7 separate regions of the Mus musculus genome follow, and all the other regions are linked to region 1. The links are chromatin contacts, called in public promoter capture Hi-C maps. All regions are on one chromosome and are shown on one strand. Each heading gives the region's core, a stretch centred on a gene start, on an enhancer-like site or on the middle of the called end of the contact. The rest is flanking DNA. Distances are from core to core; before and after follow the strand shown.

Evidence for each region. Promoter capture Hi-C pulls out the DNA fragments that hold promoters and counts their contacts. Capture Hi-C pulls out chosen DNA fragments and counts their contacts.
Region 2: a promoter capture Hi-C map of liver shows a contact between it and region 1, with 6 times the contacts expected there. The contact joins the promoter of Mrpl46 here to the promoter of 2900076A07Rik in region 1. A contact is called at or near these places in 3 of 39 promoter capture datasets (liver, neutrophils and pre-B cells) and 2 of 9 other capture datasets (adipose tissue and liver).
Region 3: a contact with region 1 is called in a promoter capture Hi-C map of liver, with 4 times the contacts expected there. The contact joins the promoter of Abhd17c here to the promoter of 2900076A07Rik in region 1. A contact is called at or near these places in 3 of 39 promoter capture datasets (cranial neural crest, liver and neutrophils).
Region 4: a promoter capture Hi-C map of adipose tissue shows a contact between it and region 1, with 6 times the contacts expected there. The contact joins the promoter of Aen here to the promoter of 2900076A07Rik in region 1. A contact is called at or near these places in 1 of 39 promoter capture datasets (pre-B cells) and 2 of 9 other capture datasets (adipose tissue and liver).
Region 5: a contact with region 1 is called in a promoter capture Hi-C map of pre-B cells, with 5 times the contacts expected there. The contact joins the promoter of Det1 here to the promoter of 2900076A07Rik in region 1. A contact is called at or near these places in 2 of 39 promoter capture datasets (neutrophils and pre-B cells) and 2 of 9 other capture datasets (adipose tissue and liver).
Region 6: a promoter capture Hi-C map of liver shows a contact between it and region 1, with 2.5 times the contacts expected there. The contact joins the promoter of Mfge8 here to the promoter of 2900076A07Rik in region 1. A contact is called at or near these places in 1 of 39 promoter capture datasets (pre-B cells) and 1 of 9 other capture datasets (liver).
Region 7: a contact with region 1 is called in a promoter capture Hi-C map of pre-B cells, with 4 times the contacts expected there. The contact joins the promoter of Mesd here to the promoter of 2900076A07Rik in region 1. A contact is called at or near these places in 1 of 39 promoter capture datasets (pre-B cells) and 2 of 484 Hi-C or Micro-C datasets (CD8 T cells and uterus).

The regions. Positions count from the first base shown.
Region 1 is chr7:81,522,227-81,524,926 of GRCm38.p6, forward strand. 2900076A07Rik (RIKEN cDNA 2900076A07 gene) reads left to right here and starts at 1,324. Exons shown (of 4, transcript NR_160675.1): 1 at 1,324-1,450.
Region 2 is chr7:78,781,701-78,784,400 of GRCm38.p6, forward strand. It overlaps Mrpl46 (mitochondrial ribosomal protein L46), which reads right to left and starts at 1,389. Exons shown (of 4, transcript NM_023331.2): 1 at 1,107-1,389. The coding sequence starts at 1,328. Mrps11 (mitochondrial ribosomal protein S11) reads left to right here and starts at 1,431. Exons shown (of 6, transcript NM_026498.2): 1 at 1,431-1,723; 2 at 1,873-1,980. The coding sequence starts at 1,659.
Region 3 is chr7:84,150,639-84,153,338 of GRCm38.p6, forward strand. It overlaps Abhd17c (abhydrolase domain containing 17C), which reads right to left and starts at 1,255. Exons shown (of 3, transcript NM_133722.2): 1 at 644-1,255. The coding sequence starts at 1,206. It overlaps LOC117997403 (a long non-coding RNA gene), which reads left to right and starts at 1,502. Exons shown (of 3, transcript NR_169136.1): 1 at 1,502-1,733; 2 at 1,908-2,046.
Region 4 is chr7:78,894,492-78,897,191 of GRCm38.p6, forward strand. It overlaps Aen (apoptosis enhancing nuclease), which reads left to right and starts at 1,436. Exons shown (of 4, transcript NM_026531.5): 1 at 1,436-1,523. Gm39039 (a long non-coding RNA gene) reads right to left here and starts at 1,291. Exons shown (of 2, transcript XR_882236.1): 1 at 1,092-1,291.
Region 5 is chr7:78,845,883-78,848,582 of GRCm38.p6, forward strand. It overlaps Det1 (de-etiolated homolog 1 (Arabidopsis)), which reads right to left and starts at 1,329. Exons shown (of 5, transcript NM_029585.3): 1 at 1,225-1,329.
Region 6 is chr7:79,147,644-79,150,343 of GRCm38.p6, forward strand. It overlaps Mfge8 (milk fat globule-EGF factor 8 protein), which reads right to left and starts at 1,417. Exons shown (of 9, transcript NM_001045489.1): 1 at 1,252-1,417. The coding sequence starts at 1,324.
Region 7 is chr7:83,890,848-83,893,547 of GRCm38.p6, forward strand. Mesd (mesoderm development LRP chaperone) reads left to right here and starts at 1,419. Exons shown (of 3, transcript NM_023403.4): 1 at 1,419-1,628. The coding sequence starts at 1,443.

The DNA.
Region 1 (2,700 bases), core at 74-2,573:
CTAGAAAGTGAGTGTAATGGTCTCACTCTGTAGCCCTGGCTCTCTGTCCGTCCTTCCTTCCTTCCTCCTCCTTCTCCTTTCTGCTTCTCACTGTATAGCTCTGGCTGGCTTGGAACTCTCCACGTAGACCAGTCTGGTGTTGAACCCTGAAGGCTGGTATTAAAGTAGTGTGCTACCATGCCCAGAAAAGTTACATCTTAAATGAGTAAGAGAAATGAAGTAGATTTGGCTCAAGCTGATAAACAAGGTAACATTTTTGCTCCTGATTTTGTATATTAAATCCAAAAGCCTTGTATGTTTGGACTGCATGTAAGGTCCTTTCATTACACCTATGTTTCTTATTTTGTTCTTTTTGCTTCAAATTCTGACCTCAAACTCGCAGCATCCAAATGAACTCTGAACTCATTGTTCTAAACCTGCTTACTTTTAGTTTACTTTAGCATTTGGTTTGCACATTCCTGGAGAACTCTGGCAGCTTACTAGGGTGCTCAGTAATTGCCGCCCCTGAAATCTTAAGTCTTTTCTGCAGCCTCACAATGTGAACTGGAATAAGCTGGGCTTTTTAATCCAACAGGATGGATGTCCTTGTAAAACACAGCAATAAGCAGAAATAAGGAGAACAAAGTTTGACAACAGAGTAGGGCCATGCTGCCTCAAGTCAAAGCACACACAGGATTTTTAGCGATCACCAGAAACTAAGTAAGGCAAAGATATCATATTCAAAATGACAGAGGAAGCCTACCTCTACCAAGGCGCAAATGTCAAATGTCTTTTGTTTTAGTCTCTCAACATTTGAGGTCTATCCTCAGGAAATTTATCCAAAAGTGATTTTACTTATCTTCCTAGACCCATGATCAAGGCTAGGAAGCTCTTGGTCCTTTCCTGGATGAATATGCATGGGCTTGCAACCAGGGGGAGTCAAGAGAGCGACTGAGTAAAGGTTACTGAGGTGCAGTGCACGCTTTGCTCTCTATAAGCAGGGTGGCAAGAATGAAGAACACTGAGAAGCTTAACAGCCAGGGCTGGGTAGCACAAGAACGCAGAGGAGTGTCGCAGGGGCGGGACGGCGTACTTCAGTCCCCAGGATGCCGCCTGCCAGGGGAGCAGAGAATAGCATACTCAAAACAATGCGGCAGCTCTCCACACCCACCCAGGAGCTACAAGCCGGCCCCCGAGTCTCCCACGATCCAGACGCCACGCAGCTAGACGCTAAGCAGCAGAGGACTCGCTCTGAGCATGCGCACTGGGAAGAGCCAAGCCCAGCCGCGCCGCGCGGTGCCTGACGTGGAACTTCCTCCCTACGGCTAAGAAGCCGGAAGTGGACTCATTTTCCACCGGAAGGAGGGAGAAATTATGACCGAGAGCCTGACACCTGATGCTAGCGGCTTTTGTCTCGCCAAGTTGACCCAGTATTTGGCCACCTTGTGCGGCGGGTGACTATGGTGTCCAGGTAAGTGGCTGACGTGGCAGGCGTCCCAGGAATGGGAGAAGAGATGGGTAAGCTGCCCGGCTATCGATCTTCCTTCTCTGTGTTTGTTTTTTCTCCATCTTTTTCAAAGAGGGTTGCTAGCCCACGGAATGGTGGGTAGATATGGAAGGAGAAATACGCGGTCACACAGACTGAAGTTAAATTAAGCACACACACATACGTACGTACATACATGCACACATACAAACACATATTCACATGCACAGAGCTGTTGAATATTGGCTCTGTAAATCCAGGCATTCCGAATCGATGACTCTTGCCTGAGGGAGGAATCACCTGTTGCAGTAATTTTAGCGCCCGTGAGCACATGCACACGCAGTGGGTGATTTTTAAGTTTCTTGAATGTGTCAGCAAAGGCATTTAATGTTAGAAAAGGGCAGCAAGGAGGCGGTGGAAAGTTGCATGGTTTGTTGAGGACAGATTCTAAAATCCCATAGAATTCTTGTACAAAGGAGTTTTTATATTGCTTTCTGATGGTGTGCGTGGATGGGTAGGAGGTTGGAAAATTGAAGGAGTGAAGACAGTAGTGAGGTGCACTTAGATACTAGCCTGATGGCTTAGTAGTTAAGAGCATTTGTGGCACTTCCAGAGGCTCTGAGTTTGGTTCCCAGCACCTATATCAAATCACTTGTACCTCAGGACCCAAGGAGTCCAACACACTATTCTGGCCTCCTTGAGCACCACACACATATGTCATTCACTCACAAAGACACGAACATACATATATATAAAGCTTAGATAAGGTGTGAGTCCACCAAAGGAAAGTCATTCGTCAGCCATCAACATGTTTGACCCTGTAGATCAGTGGGTCACAACCGTGGGTCACAACCCCTTTGGGATCAAATGACCCTTTCACCTAAGGGGTCACCTAAGACCACTGGAAATACAGACATTACATTACAATTCAAAACAGTAGCAAAATTACAGTTATGAAGTAGCAACAAAAATAATTGTATGTTGGGGTCACCACAACATGAGGGTATTAAAGTCACAGCATTGGGAAGGTTGAGAAGTGCTGCTCTCGATGGAGATGAGTTTGCCGTGTCTGCCGTTCCCGGTGTACTGTGTAGCAACAGAAGGCAAACATGGGAATCTTCCTTACCTATTGCCTGTTATTGCATAGAAAACCCTGGGGGTCTTAAGCAAGATCTGAGCTCCCCCTAGAAAGCTTGTAGCGGAATACTTATTTGTGCGCTCACTATGGCTTTGTG
Region 2 (2,700 bases), core at 139-2,638, 2.7 Mb before region 1:
TTTAAAAAAAAAAAGCCCACTGGATTGTAAGTAGGCAGTAGGAGAACTTCATTAAGACTGTCAAGGAGAACAGAGGGCACTGAAGACCCACTTCCCACACACTAGGTCTACTCGTCTCTGATCAGCATCTATTCAAGGACTTTCCTGCCATGAAGACTTTCCAACATCCTTCTTCCTAGTCTCTCTTTCTCCTCATGCCATTTCTTCCAGATTTCTATCCATCCTTCTTATTTCAACTCAAATACCTCTTTCTCAGAAAGATATTCCTGGATACTTCTCAGGAAAATAAAACCTATGTGGTCCTGTGTAAAACTCTTCTAGTACTCTATGTTTTCCTTAATAGCACTTACCAAAGTCTATAATTAGTCATAAGACTGGTTACTGATTGTATCCCTAATTCCAGTACCTGGAAACTCTCTGCGAAGCAGAGCGATGTGCCTGTCACATCCACAACTGCCTATCACTTTGCACACAGACGCACAGTATTGGCTACGAATACCTTTATGGTGAAAGAAAAAGGACTACCAAAAAAAAAAAAAAAAGTCAAGTGAGTGAATACATTGAGCAAAAAGCACTGACGGGAGTTTCCATTAGTATTCTCCAGACAAAAGCCTTTTGGAGTCTAGGGATACGGAAGACCTTCCATCACTATCTCCTGACCCAACAGCAACAACACTTGGGTTTTTTGTCTTTCACAGAAATTGCTCCCTGAGGTAAAGCAAACTTTACCGCATTATCTTAAGGATGTGCCCACAGTCACCACGACTTTCGTCCTAACATCACAAACACTTCTCTATAGTCTGAGAGCTCCTAAGTTAAAGGGAGTGATTCCTGTTTGCCCCCGGATCCCTACAGTATTGAATGAACAAGAAGGAAGCTATCCACACCGAATGATCAAGAGAAAACAAGCCAACTAAACTCTTTCAACACCTGCTATATCCTAACCCAACTCAGTACGGTAACTTCATCTTGCAGATGTCACTAAAGGTCGAGAAATGAAACGTTTGCTCAAGGTCACACGAAGTACCAGAGTCTCCATGGAAATCAAGACCTCCTTGATACTGTTGCTTCCCTCCGCCGCACCAGGAAGCCCGTGACTGCCTTACCTGCTGTAATAGACCCGCCATCTCTTCCTGCAATGGAGTGAGCGCCTTGGTGATCAGCGGTGGCCGCTGCAGACACAAGGCGCCCGACAAGCGCCATGGAGACCGGCTGCTTGAGGACGCAGCCTCAAGGGACAAGCCACGAGAACTACCTGCCCAGAACCTGTCAAGCTGCCGCCAGCCTCTAGCCAGCCCTAAAAGAGTACGCCCTACGGGCGCCGCCATCTTTCTGTCTTCCCACAAGGTACCGCGGCGCCCGGCAGAGCCCTCAGCCAACCCCAGGTTCCCATGAGGCAACGCGGGCCGGCGAGGGGCGGGTTTACCGAGTGGAATGAACCATTCCCTTTGGGGGAGGTAGGTGAAATTCTAGTGTTAGACCACTAGAAAGGGGAAAGTTCCTACATAAATGGTTTTATAGAGCTTTAAATTTGAAGAAAAAATACTTACAGGACTATTTAAGAGCAATCAGGTGATTTCCTGTCTGTGAGCACCCCCACAGAGGCTCATGGTGCTGGCTCGAGCTAAGCCAAGCGCCGCGGAGGGTCAATTTCAGTCATGCAGGTTTTAAGAAACTCCGGGTCGTGGCTCCTGCGGTCCTGGGCTGGACATGGAATGACCAGGTAAGGATTACTCTTTCGAACCCACTGTCACTCTCGAGCCTGCCCGCCTACCTTCCTTCCAGACCTATGTGCCACTTGAACCCCCCAAAATACCGTTAATCCAGTCCCTCATCGTACTCTCTCTCTCTCTCTCTTTTTTTGCCCCCCAGGTTTGTGGGCATTGCCCCAGCTAAGAATATCCACACCGGAGCCCCGAGATTAGAAGACTCAGCTGCCAGGCAGAACACTGAAAGGGAAGCGGCTCCAAGTCGCTTCAGGTGAGGGTAAGTGGATGCAGCGCTCTGGAAAGTTGCATCCTGTGACTTCTGCCCGACACCGTCCAAAATCATAGAAAAAGTTAATTCCTGGCTGTCATTTGCCATCTGTGGGAGCTTGTGCAAATCAGCACACTATACGTGGAGATAATGCTTAGAGGGGTTGTTGGGAAAATAGAGGGATGAGCAGGGGCATAAGGTAGCTGTTCAATTAGCAACTGTTAGCTAAGTGTCCAATGTATATAAATACCAGCTTTCTTTTCCTTGTGAGATAAGCTTTAGATCCGACTAGCAGCTTTCTCTGCCTCCAACATAAAATGTCTTGAAGAACCACACTAACTGCACATCTAGATTGTGCCTTTCTTAATTTCGTGCCTAGCCCTGGGACCTGGCATCCTGCAGCATCCCACTAGTAGAAATACTTAATATGCAGGCGGTATATATGTTCACTTACCTTCACATCTGTTTAACAGTTACAAAAGCTACTACTACCTGTTGAGTACCAGGATAAATACAGGAAATATAGGTTATGTCTCCCCAGAAGTAGTACACAACTTGCAAAAACAACACACAGGCAAATGTATTAACCATAATCTGATCAAAAGGATAATAGAGGTAAGAACTGGCTGGACATTTAAGAGAGTAAGGCACACTTGAGGAATTCAGGAAAGACTAAGTACCGTGGACTGTGGAAGTGACTAGGATCTCAGCTGGACAAGATCA
Region 3 (2,700 bases), core at 5-2,504, 2.6 Mb after region 1:
TCAGAGTAAAACTTAAGTTAGTTCCCCCCCCCCCCAACCTGGTCTGTCCTCAGAATATAACAATTTGTGCTTAGCATATAAAAGACCCTGAATAAATACTTTCCAGTTTTATGAACGCTAACTCAAGGTCAAGAGATTTCCTCACGCCTATAACACTCTGCGCTACTGGTGGTGTTTAGGGAAGGTTCTTCAGCTAACTTCCTGATCTCCCAGTGCCACATACTCTGCGGGACCAGGAGGCAAAGTCCTCCCCACACCCGACCCGACCCAGCCTTAAGGGCTGCACAGGCATCGCCCCAGGGACACTTTCTACTTGGAAAGTCTTTTAGAGGTCATCGTCTCTCCCCAGCTGTCAAGGGCTCTGAAAACCCCAAGGTCACTTCTACCAGACCTTCGGGGTCTGCGCGTAGCTCAAGACACAACTCAAGCCCAACCAAGTTGGTTTGGCCGGTACATTGGCATCCCCCACAGCGGCCACGTGCGTTTAACCGGAGCCACAAAGACTCCAGGCCGCGCGGGCCAGTGAAAAGCAGGCAGGACCCTTTAAGTCTGAGCTCTCCATCCCCGAGGGCTGTTGCAATCTCGAGCGAATGCAACAATCCGGGAGCACAAGCCCGCACCCCAACCGTGGCTCGGGGCTCACCGGGTGCGCAGTGCCTGCCACGCGGCGTCGATGTCAGCGTAGAGATTCTTTTCGGAGGGCTTGCCGGAGCTCACACCATAGCCCGAGTAGTCGTAAGAGAAGATGTTGCAGTTGATGCGCGAGCCCAGGCCGATGTAGAAGCTACACATCTGGCCCAAGTCCACGGCGTTGCCGTGCGAGAAGAGCAGCGTGTAGCGGCTGGAGGGCGCGCAGCGCACGAACATGCAGCCCAGCCGGTTGTCGCGGGCCGTGCGCGAGAAGAAGACCTCGACGGCGTCCAGTTCGCGCTGCGAGTACTGCCAGTCGGCGCGCTCGCTCAGGTGCAGGCTGCACGCGCCGGGGCCCGCACCCTCCTCGGCCGGAGCGGGCTGCGCCGCCGGGGCGGGCGCGGGGGTCGCCGCGGGAGCGGGCGCGCGCTGCTCGGGCGCCAGCACCGTGTAGGTGGGTTCGGGCGGCAGGAAGGCCAGCTTGGCGGCGATGCGGCTCGGACAAGGAGGGCAGCAGAAGAGCCAGCACAGCTCGCCGAGCGAGAAGCCGTTCATCCTGGGGCCGGGCTCGGGCATCGGGGCGGCCTGGCGCCCGCCGCGGGCGGGAGGGAAGCGCAGGGAGCGCAGAGGGAGAGCGCCGAGAACTGGAGGCCGGCCGAGAAGGCGGAGAGGCCAGGGGCGGGGCCAGGCGGGCGCGGCGCGGCGAGCGGGGCGGGTCAGCGGCAGCCCCGCAGCCCCGGCGAGGTGCGGACGGCCGGGGCTCGCGCGCGGCACACAAAGCCCGCGGCGGCGGCGGCCATGGCCCGCTCCAGCGCGCCGCCCCGCCCCCGCACGCTACTGCCACTTCCGGGTTACCGCGCCGCGCGCCCCCACAGGCGGGCGGGGCTACCCATCGGAACGGACGCCCCAGTCTGAAGCAGGACTCCCCGGGCTGGGCGGGGCTCCCGCCTCTTGGGCGGGAGTTAGCGCATCTGGGCGGGGCTACTCGTTAGAACAAACTCCCCGGTCCGAAGCGAGGCTCTGGAGTCTGGGGCGGGGCTTAGCGCGATTGGGGCGGGGGTCTGAAGAGATTAGAGCGGTTGGGACAATCCTGGATTGAAAAGGTAGGTGTGCAGATACTTTAGGATTCAGTTCTCCAAAACCAGCTTTCTGTCCTGGTGGAGTTATTGGGAATTTATGTAAAAGATAATTATTGAGAAAGAGAATTGAGTACATTAAAAATGCCTTGCTTTCCTCTAATCAATGCTATTTTTTTCTCTTTTGGTTGTTTGAGACAGTTTAGCCTACACTGGTTTAGAACTCACATGCTTCTAGCCTCTACCACCACTTGCTGAGATTCAAGACTTCTTGAACAGCCACTACCATAAATGCTCTGGTCCATCTCGTACGTGTTCCCGTGTTGCAGGCGGCTGTTGGGTATGTACAGCTACGCAGGTCTTTCTGTAATAACAATTACAGCAGAGCCTGTTGGTTTTACAACAAATGGTGTCAACACGGTCCTCTCTCACCCCCATCCCTTACATCATCCCCTGTGGTGCCAACTGGATACTCCATATCTGTCCTTTTTGATGTTAGTTTCTCTAGAACTGTTTTGGCGCCAGACTTTTTAATCATGAAAGACATGTTACAACGATTTTAATCCACTATTGTCTTGGCTATAGGCTTTAAGTGATTTTCCAAATATAACTCTCAGGGCTTCTGAAACCGTGTGAACCCTGGTGTCCGGTTGGCAGAGCCTCTCCTCTGGACTTTGGCACCAGGCTTTCCTTTCAGGGGTAGGAGGTCATTTTAGGCTACCTGCAATGAATACAACCAGAGCCCCAGTGGGCAGTCACCATTCCAGACCTCATAAATGTCCCAAGAAGGATTACAACATTTTTTAAACAAAAAGAATTTTGAGCATCCTAATATAAATTGATTTACCAGTACCACTTTAAGTAGTAACCTTGTGGACTGAGTTTTCAAAGGCCGTATCTTCACTGAATCCCCAAAAGCCTGCCCACAACGCCTCTCCAAGTCTGTTTTAAAGTTAGATGGGCAAAGCTGCTCTTCCCTAGCCAGGCTTTAGTG
Region 4 (2,700 bases), core at 186-2,685, 2.6 Mb before region 1:
TGAGGTCTGGGGCTGCACCAGCAGAATGTTTGAGTATACGGATTTTAAGGGCAGATTGATGCTGTCAGTTTAGCAAAATAGTAGATTTGCTTCTGGGGCCCATGAGCTCCTCCGGCTTTCCCTTTTTAAACTTACTTTTAAAAACCTGTTTTGTGTGTAAGTGTGTGTGTGCATGGAGGGGCAGGGGCTGAACACACATATGCAGGCTAAAGGACAACTTCAGGGACTTTCTTTCTTTCTTTCTTTCTTTCTTTTTTTTTGGTTTTTCGAGACAGGGTTTTTCTATGTAGCCCTGGCTGTCCTGGAACTCACTCTGTAGACCAGGCTGGCCTCGAATTCAGAATCTGCCTGCCTCTGCCTCCCATGTGCTGGGATTAAAGGCGTGGGCCACCACCGCCTGGCTCAGGGAGTTTCTTGTTGATTGGGGTATCTCGTTTCTGCCTACCCTAGCTGGCCAGAGAGCTCCAGTTAGTTTTTCTGTCTCCATATATCATCTAACTGTAGGAGTTACTGAGGTCACAGATAAATACCACTGCATCTGGCTCGCCTGCCCTCCCTCCGTCTTCTTCTTCCTCTGTCTCTCCCTCTCCCCCTCTCTACCTCTCTCCTCTGCGTAGCTTTGGCTATCTTGGAACTTGCTCTGTACACCAGTCTGTCCTGGAACTCGGAGATCTACCCGCCTCTGCCTCCGGAGTGCTGGGATCAAAGGTGTGTGCAACCACGCCCAGAGCTGCCTAGGCTAAGAAGGTTCAGGGATCAAATTCAGATTGTCAGGATTACAGAGAGAGCAAGCACCTTTTTTACCGCTGAGCAACTCTCCCATTCCTAAAAAAAAAAAATCACAAAGGAATACTTAAGATGAGTGTGGTGGCAAAACGCGTGATCCCAGCACTAGGGTGGCAGAGGCAAGAGGCTCATTCACAGCTAACACAGAAAAAGCGAGGACATTATGTGAACTTGACACTAGAAAAAAAAAAAAAAGAAAATGAGAGGACAGCTTGAGATCCTGTCTCAAAAAACAAAACAAAAAATAAACAAACAAAAAACCCAAATCAAATAAATATTGAAAAAGCAGTGCAGAAGAAGCAAACCTGATTTTTTTTCCCCCAAGTTTAACGAATACTGTATTATTTCACGGACTTCTCACAACCCCAAGCCTGGAGGGGCTGCAGTTCCCCGAGGCAGATCGGGATGTGCTCTTTGAGGCTTTAAGTCTTTGAAGGTTGCGGTTCACTAGGCGTCGGGTCAGAAACCGGACGTTCCATTCGGTTTTATGCTAACCTCCTAAACGCTGCCCTATCCCGGCGCAGGCCACGCCCTCTTCCTTCGGTAGCCCCACCCCTTCCAGTTGGCACACTTACTGAGGAGGAGCAGGATCAACCAATCAGAAGAGTCCTTAGGCGGGCGCTACGCCCCAGAGAACCAATAGACAGGTAGCCGAAGCCGGGCTTGTCCGGGCAAGGAGCTTCCGCACCCGGCAAGGGTTCCACGTGAAACCTGGGAAAGCGCGGCCGGGTTTTCAGGTGAGCTAGGGGACGGCCACAGGGAGTCCCGGGCCGCCCGTTTCTGTCGCCAGCCGCCTGTGGCTCTCGGGACGGGTTGGTTTGCAACTAGGCCGGGGCGCGGCCTCACGTGGTCCTGGCCGGACTCGGGGCCGGTGGGCCTCAGGGGACGGCGCGGACGTTGAGCGTCCTCTGGACGCCTCAGCTGGTGAGCGCGGACTGTCCTCGTACTTTTGTTTTGTTTTGTTTAAAATTGGTCTGGTAAGCTTTTGGGCAGCATCGGGGACCTTTATTGCGCCACCCTTTCTCAAACTGGGATGATTATCGCAATCGTGACTTGAGGGTGGGATCTCGGGTCCTAATCCCCAAACTTTGCCTTCTACCTAGAACGGTTGATGCCATCCGGTTACTTTGTGCTAGAACAGGGTCTCGACAGACAGACAGAGACCTGGGCATGGCAGGCAGGGCATGGCAGGTGGGGCCCTTATGACAGTGACGTTTCTGGCTTTGTAGCTTCTTGGGAGCCTTCTCATCTGGAATCCTCTTGGGTCAGGGACCCTCACTTGAAGGCCACGTGCCTACCATACTGACCAGAGTTAAGATATGGAATATTTGTACGTGGCCTTGTTGAAAGGACTGTGTCCTCTTCTCTCCAACTAAGCTGAGCTCCATTCAGGGCTGCAGGCTGTGGACGTTCTCTTTGTAATTGTTGGTTCTGACATGTTCACAGGGTGAGGGACTATAGGAAATGGCTGCTTTTTATCTCTTAACACAAATACAAAAGTACAGAGACTTTTTCTCAAGGGGACCTGATTTTAGCTTCTTTCAGACCTTGCCGGCAGGGACAGGAAAGTCTATGATCAGCAGGGTTAGCACAGGTCTTCTTAGCCAGATTTTCTCCCTTTGAGGTGTGGTTTGTGGAAATGAGGAGGTTGCTGACAACCTGTTTTTAAAAGAGGGGGTGCTATTTGGAGAGTGAACGAGCAAGCTGAGAGCCATTGAGTCAGCATGGGTCACTGGGCCTCCCCCTGGCTAAGTGGACCTTTACTCACACACATGCTGGCATCAGCAAACACAGGACTGGTCTTTCCTCCTATCTTACTGCTACTTACCCTGTGTCTTGATTAGGGGTTTACTGCTGTGAACAGACACCGTGACCAAGGCAACTGTTACAAGGACAACATTTAATTGGGGCTGG
Region 5 (2,700 bases), core at 79-2,578, 2.7 Mb before region 1:
GCTTTCATAAAGAGCAGCATAACAGATTCCCCAGGACCACAAAACAAACAAAACCCTTACAACACATAGTCAGGGTATTGTTTTGCAATCCTTTTGTTTCAAGCTTATCCTCATACAAGCTACATCCATTGGATAAAGATCTAAAAGGCTTGCAGAGCCGCCAGACCAGAGGGAGTCAGGTCTCTAAACTACCACCTCTGGTTGTTTTTTGGAAGGAACCCTTCCCTGAAAGCCACTCGCTCATTTGCATATTGCCTAGAGCCACTTTAGCCCTAGGAAAAGAGCAGAGTGACTGCAACAGACCACACACTGAACTCTACTATCTGGTCTTTTGTAGACACTAAATTCTTCACCTTTGAGAACTGTCTCCAATATCAGCCTCATCATCCTGTCTTTGAAGGCCTTCCTTCACTTAGTGAGACATAGATTCCAACACACTAGCCACTCAATTGCAACTCTCTGTATTTTACTAATGTGTATATTTATGGTGATCTCTCTGGGTCAAGTATACACTTATCTGTTGTATGCCCACCACAGTGCTTAACACGTAGCAAGCTTCCTTCTTAAACGGTGGGCATACCTCAAGCCATCTTCTTGGCTAACGTGGGTAACCACAGGGGAACTTTCATTTTCCGGAAGACATTCTCTCCGGTCCACGCCATAAATTCTCTCGTTGCAACGTTAGTAGTGTCAAGTTTTGGGGAAGTCTTTCTGACCACCCCACCTAAAGGACTCATCTTTTTCTTGTTTCTTTCTCTAGTCATCTGTCACATTTTTTTTTTTTAATTTACACGGTCGCTTGCATGGTTGTGTTTAATGTTTGAGTCTCCTCGTTGAACTGTACCCTCTCTAATGGAAGTAACCAGGTCTACTTCGGTCACCGCGGTATACTCTTCCAGCCCTGGGGCTGGCACATGGTAGACGCTTTGGTGCGGTGCGGTCTGAAACGAAAGCCTGGCTAAAGCGGGTCACTAATTGTGTGAACGCAAGGTTTATTCCTCGTTGGAGCAAGTGCACATGTCCCCACACTCTTGGCGACTGCTTCCAAAACAAGAAAAGGATGCCAAGAGGCAGACACACATGCCCATGGTCGCCCCCGGAAAGAAAAGCCCAGGGCGGGGCCTCCCCGGGCAAAGCCGGGGGCCGGAGCTCCTGAGACCCGGCGAGCATGCGGGGAGGAGCCCGCCGCGGAGCTCTCGCGGGCCGCAAAGGGCAAGTCCTCACCTGTCGAGTCCTGGCTCATGGGGCCAGGGCAAGGGTCGCCCTAGCCTGCTCCGCGCACACCTCCCCCGGCCCCGCCCCCACCATGCCTCGGGACCCCGGCGTCGGCAGCCACCAGCCCGGGTTTCCGCCCGCTACCGGAAGCGCTGCGCAGCGAGAAGGGAAGATCGGAAGATCGAGACGCCATGCAGCTAAGGAGCGGCGCAGCGCACCCTGGCGTCCGGAGGAGAGATCGAGACCATAGAGGCTGGATAAGCCCCGGACCAAGTGATCCAAGGCACGTTCATAACTACTATGAGTAGGAGTTAAGTTTTCACCTGCTTCTTGCATACTGGTGGAAGATGGATTATACATGCACCATGTCACTGCGTTTTCCATGCTCGTGGTTGCACGTGGGGATACAATAAAAGCTTCTGTACTAAATGAATCCAATACCATTGACTGGCCTTTTCACCTACACGTTACTTCATTTAATTTTCTTTTTTCTTACAAGCTATTTCTTCCCTGTGAGTCGGTGGCTTCTCTCCTTTGTGCTTGCGTGTGTGTGTGTGTGTGTGTGTGTGTGTGTGTGTGTGCGCGCGCGCGCGTTTGTATTTGGGTGTATGGTTTATTTTTGATGCTTTGGCAGGAAACCAAACCCAAAATATCTTCTCTTAAGGCTTCTGGGTAGCCACCGCCACTGTTCACCCACCACTGTCAAATATCTGTTTCTGTTGATGTGTATTGCTTTGTTGTGTCTCTCCTCCCTTTGGTAGATTATAAACTGAGAACAGGGATTTTTGTCTTATTTTCTGTTCCAGCCCCACCTCCCACCCCATAACAAGGTTTGACATCTTATAGAATCTCAGTAAATATTCCATCAGTAATCCATTGTGGTCTATCTCTTCTGGACCCCCATGCCATCTCCATTCTATATCCCCAGCTCTTCTGAGACATAGGATATAGAATTAGAGGCTAGGTTGAGCCTTGCTCTCTCTCCCAACCCTCTCCATACCCAAAGGACTCAGAGAATGAATATCTCTGCAGACCAACACATGAGAAAGGGATATGTGTTGACTTTGACCAGGGAGAGAGGAAAATTAAGGTCTAAAGGGGAAAGGTGACTTGGGGATATAGACTGACTATGAAGAGAATGATAGGTTTCTGGCCCAGTCCTACCATTTCCAGGCTCAGTATTCTTAGGTGCTGGCTTTAGAAACCTCATGCCTTTTTCTGGAAAATGACTATACCTGCCTCTTAAGGTTATCCCAAGTATTAAACCTGTTAGCCCTAAATACTTGAAGTCTTGATAAAATATTACTAAAGCTTTCCAGCCACAACTCTCTTCCTTTCCCATGATGAAACTGAGACCCAAAGGGGACATACATCTCTTGCACAAGTTCATACAAGAATAAGAGCCAGTAGGGGTGGGGCCACAGATTATAACCCCAGCATTTAGGAAGGGAGGCAGAGGAATCAGTAGCTCAAGGCCTGTCTTGG
Region 6 (2,700 bases), core at 167-2,666, 2.4 Mb before region 1:
AGCCTCACGTGGAGGTTCTGGATAGGCCAAGGCCTAGGCACCCAATACCAACAAGGGCCCCGCTTTCAGCCTTCCCTACACCTGCACCAGGAACCAAACCAAGGGTTCAGAGAGGAAATCAGAAAGTGGAAGGTGGCCAGAAGCAGTGGCGTTGGGACTGAGGCTGGCCACCTGCATATGAGACCAGGAGAGGCCAGCTCCTCTAAAAATCCTATGGGATTTCAGGGTCCTTCTCTGGGAAGTGTCTCCAGGAACATTTGGCCAGGGTGCAGGTTGGGGGGGGGGGGGCAAAGAGGAGGGGTGGAAAGGGTCAGAGGAGACCCAAGCATCTTTCCAGCTGAGTGGACAGACCAGGAGTTTCCAGGTCGTGGAAGCTTGGGGCACCCAATGCCTTCAGCTCCAACCCCGAGGTCAGATCCTGTGCTGGGCGACAGAACACAGCTGTGATCTCTCCTGCCTGTGATCACTCCAGTCCCGCCGCCAGTCCCGTTTCTATGAGAAAGGATTTAGGGGCTGCCCCACGTGGGCACTGCTTTTTCATGATGAACTCTCTCCAGCAGCATCCCGCAAGAAGCCCAGACGTCTACTGGGGACCTCAGAGCAGAGGAGGAGGAGGAGGAGGAGGAGGAGGAGGAGGAGAAGGGTTAGGGGAGATAAAGCAGCTGGCCAAGGTCAGCCGGGGGCAGGAAGCCCTTTTCTAAGTTCCAGACCAGCCCCACCTACAAGCCAGTCTCTCGCACTGACCCCTCTGTCATTCCTTCCCTTATCTGATCAAACACCAACAAGTGGGACACAAAAGTTCATTGGATTCTCTAACCAGGCGGGTTCAGGACAGAGTTTCAGGTAACGTTAGCTTGAGTTGTACCCGCACAAGAGTCCTAGACTCTCCCAAATTGTTTGGATTGGAAAGCAGACACAGTTCGGTGGCCTCACTTTACAGACGCGGTAAAAAAGAAAGAGGCACGACGCAGCGGATTCCTTTGTTATGTGTAAGTCACATCCCTGAGGGGGCCGGGGGGGGGGGGAGGCCAGGCTGTCACCGGGTGTCCAGGGTCACCACTCAGTGCAAAAGCTACTTATCACAGCCCCAAGGCCCCAGGGCAGAGAGCACAGAGGCACGTTCGCCTCTCCTACCCCTGAGCGTCCCCCTCCAGGCTCTGCTCAAGTTTGTCAACAGTAGGAGTAGAGGGAGGGCGTCGCTGAGAACTTCCGAGCGGCGGGCAGAACAGGGGCGAGGCCAGAGGGACTCACCAGACGCGGCGAAGAGGCCAGAGGCGCAGAGTAGCATGCCGCACAGCGCGGCCAGCACACGGGAGACCTGCATGCTGCGGGACGCGGGAAAAGGTCCACGCGCTCTGATGCTGGGACTCGAGAGTTCCTGCGTCCGCTCCTCTCACTCCGGAATAAATCAGGCGCCTCAGCTCCGCCCACTGGCCCAAGGGCTCCGCCCCGTACAGCCCCGGGCGGACTCTGGGCGGAGCTCCGAGACCACAGTGGGAAGAGGGAGGGCTGAAGTGGGGGGTCCAGTGCCTCAGCCTCCCGGCGAGCCACGCCCTGATGCCGCTGCCAGTCCTCAGCCTGAGGCCAGGCCCCGGCTTCCTGAATAGACTGGACAGGGGGAAATTGCTCAGGAGGAATTTTAACAAGTGGCTGGATAATGGAGTGCTTTCCTAAGCATGCTGGAGACCCTAGATTCGATCCCCAACCCAGCAAAGATAAATAAAATAAAATAATCCAGGAGTGGTGGTGGCTCACGCTTGTACTCCCAACTGTTAGGAAGCTGAATCAGGAGGATCAGACAGTTCCAGATCGGATCCCCAGAGTGGGCTCCATCCATATTGAGTTCCAGACTAGTCTGGGCTATAGAATGGGACCCTGTTTCCTAAATGTGTGAGTTTATTGATTATTTGTTGTTTAGTTAATTAAAAATAACTGTTTAGAGTTTAAATGCTAATTCTTATCTGTAATCAGAGAACAGCAAATTCAGGCTACAATGAGTACAGTGTTTCCTCCTTTATCAGATCGGCAAGTGTCAGGCTGTTAACAGCAGAGGCTGTGGGGCAAACAGGCTGAGGCACGCGGACCTTGGACAGAGTATACGCCAGCTCAGCTTCTTTATTTGGTAATGTCTTTCAAAATGTCACATATCAACGCCTTAAGACCTAGCAGTAATGCTTAGAGATGCACAACCATTCCATTAGATAGACATCTGTGCAAAATGACACTACAGGATGACATAACGTCTTTAGAAACCATGAAAAGGCCAAAAAAAAAAAAAAAAAAAAAAGGAATTGGCAAACTTGTGTAAAAGTCCCAAATTAGAAATATTTTAGGATTTTGGCCACTGTGGTGGTTCAAGCCTATAATGCCAGCACACTGGATTATTAAAGGAAGTCCAAGGCTAGCTTGAACAACATGGTGAATCTTCAGCTACCCTAACCACCAGAATGAGATTCTATCACAAAAAGAGAGAGAGAGAGAGAGAGAGAGAGAGAGAGAGAGAAGGAAAGAAGGAAAGAAAGAAAGAAAGAAAGAAAGAAAGAAAGAAAGAAAGAAAGAAAGAAAGAAAGAAAGATAGAAAGATAGATAGATCTGGCTAAAGAAATGGCTCAGTGGGTAAAGCATTTGCTGAGCGAGTGCGGCTACCTCAACTCAATCCCCACAAATCGATCAGGAAGGCAGACAGAAGCAGAGAGCCCA
Region 7 (2,700 bases), core at 169-2,668, 2.4 Mb after region 1:
TTCTGAGTTTGAGGCCAGCCTGGTCTACAAAGTGAGTTCCAGGACAGCCAGGGCTATAAAGAGAAACCCTGTCTCGCAAAAACCAAAAAAAAAAAAAAAAAAAAAAAAAAAAGAACCCAAGTATGCTTAGTAATTAACACAGTATGCTGATATAAACATTGAAAACCCATTCTTGAGATACATTTGTAAATATAGAAATAAATTGTATGCATTATGTGGCACTTTGGGGTCAGTACTTAAGGTATAGTTTTTGAATATTTTCCAACTACACCAAGGTTTCATGTCTTATGATATAATTTGAAATTTTAAAGAAATCAGATCTGCCACTTAAAGCTTAGGAAACTTTAAAGTATCTCTGACCCCAAGTATTTTAATTTTGAAGATCTTAGTGGTCAAAATCTTGTAAAATAGAAAATAAAATTAGGGTGGTTTTGTCCTATAGGTTAAAGCCACAGTGGTAGATGAAAATCAGAAGAGACAGGAACTATTTTAAACAATAAAAATGGTTATCAATTAAATGGGTTTTTTTTTCCAGTTTAATTGACAGTGATATTGAAAGAATGGTGGGTCGAAAATCATCCGTGGAGCAGAATAACAATAGACCCTATAATTACAGTCTTCGAGAAAAGTTGCCCTAGCTGTCCTTAGCTTTTCAGCAGGCGGTTTGTTCTTGCTAGAAATTACTAGGGAGCGTAGTTGAATGTCAACACCCTGAAAAGGGCCTCAGGGTCAAGGTAGTTTGCATATCTTCCAACTCATTCATTTCATAGGCTTCGAGGACTCTGTCACTGAAACCCTGAGGGAACTTTCAGACCCTGGCTAGAGAATGAGAGACAAAAGGGCTGACTTCTAACAAAACCCCCAAATAGTGGAGAAAGCACAGTTGGGCAGGACCCAGCTAGAGTAGATTGTTTGGCCAGGCCAAGGGGCGGAGCTCGCGGGGCGGAGCCTGGCAAGGGGAGGAACCAGGAGGAAGAACCCTTGGTCCCCAGCCAGGTGAGCTCCCAGAGCTATGGGGCGGAGTCTGGTGAGGAGGCGGTACCCTAGGGGCGGAGTCAGGAGACCGTGGCTGAGGGGTGGAGTCAAGTGGTGAAAGGCTCGATGACGGGGAGGAGCCTGAGGTTGGGAGCCCCAAGGGAATGCAGTTGTGGGCGGAGCCAAGGGGGTCGGAGCTACCGGATGAGGTCCGGACAGGAGGAACCAGAACGAGGCGGGGTGCGGTAGGCTACGGACTCCTCGGAGGCGGAGCCATTGGGACTTGAGTCCGCGAGGGTGGGACGGGGTCAAGTACTGGGTTTAGTTCTGCGCAGAACACGCTTAGGGACTGGATTGGAAGGCCGGGGGCGGGGTGGGGGCGAGGCCCCGGCGTCCGGACTCCGCACGCTGTCTGCGCAGGCTCATTGTGCCTTACGCTGGGCAGTCCGTTACGCTAGGCTGCTAACATGGCTGCCTCCAGGTGGCTGCGCGCGGTTCTACTGTTTCTGTGTGCCTCGGACCTTCTGTTGCTCCCTCCTCCTAATGCCTACGCGGCGGACACTCCGGGCGAGGCCACCCCACCTCCACGGAAAAAGAAGGACATCCGCGATTACAACGATGCCGACATGGCGCGACTTCTGGAGCAGTGGGAGGTCTGTGTCGCCTGCACACTTCTGAGCATCTCCCATACAGATCCCTTTTCTCCTAACCCTTACCCTCTCGGACATTTGACCTTCTGACTTTTGTCCCCTGATCCCGCTCGCTGCCCTCTGAGGGTCTTTCTTGAAATGTCTCCCAGTACCCGTTGACTCCCGCGTCTCTCTTCATTCCACCACGGCTCAGGCCTCTCGCCCAGTGTCTTTCGCTATCATGGCTCCTCAGCCACTCCAGTCAGCACTTGGACTCTCACCAGTCAAGCCCTACTTTCCTTGCTATGTCGCAGGGGTCTCTACATTGATCTTGGTGGTTTGTGAGCCGCGAACAGGGAGCGAGCGCTCCTGAAGAGCATTCCCTCCTTCCTCCTCCTGTTCTGGAGTGAATGGGTTCTAAAGGTGGTCTCTCAACTTTTTTTTAGCTTTGATAGAGATCTTTCCAAATATAGAGGGTTTCCGACTTCTTTTGGTGTATATTCCTGCTGGGGCTTTTGTAATTTCTTGGGTGGGTTTATTTTACTGGTAAAGGGAACTAAGGCATATCTCATATGCAACTCAGGTTTTTCATTGATGGGAGTAGTGGACTTGTTTTGTGAGAGGCCGAATTCTGGTCTGTTACTTGATTGCATTTGGGGTATGCAAAAGGTTCTAAGGAGGGATTCCTGATCAAAAGTACACTGCAGCCCTTGATTGTACTGTCGTATTTGATTGGCACAGCTGATGGAAAGGAATCACACACATAGCTATATTCACTGTGTAAGGTTCTCTGCCAGAGAACTTTTCAGAGTTTGTTTCCAATGCTGATTTTTTTTTTAACTTGTGGCTAACTATATTGTTGGAAGGAGGTAAGACTTTTGGGCATACATTTAAAATATCCACCTGTTGGATTTGACTTAAAAAGGGGGGACTCCTGTTGTTGTTCTCTGTACCCAACAGAAGAATTGGAGTAGTGGGGCCATGGTAGTGCAAGGTTGTAATTCCAGCACTTAAGAGACTAGTGGAGGAGGCTAGCCTTAGTTAAACCTGGGCTACATAGTAAATTTCAAACTGGTTTGGGCTCCACTGTGAGATT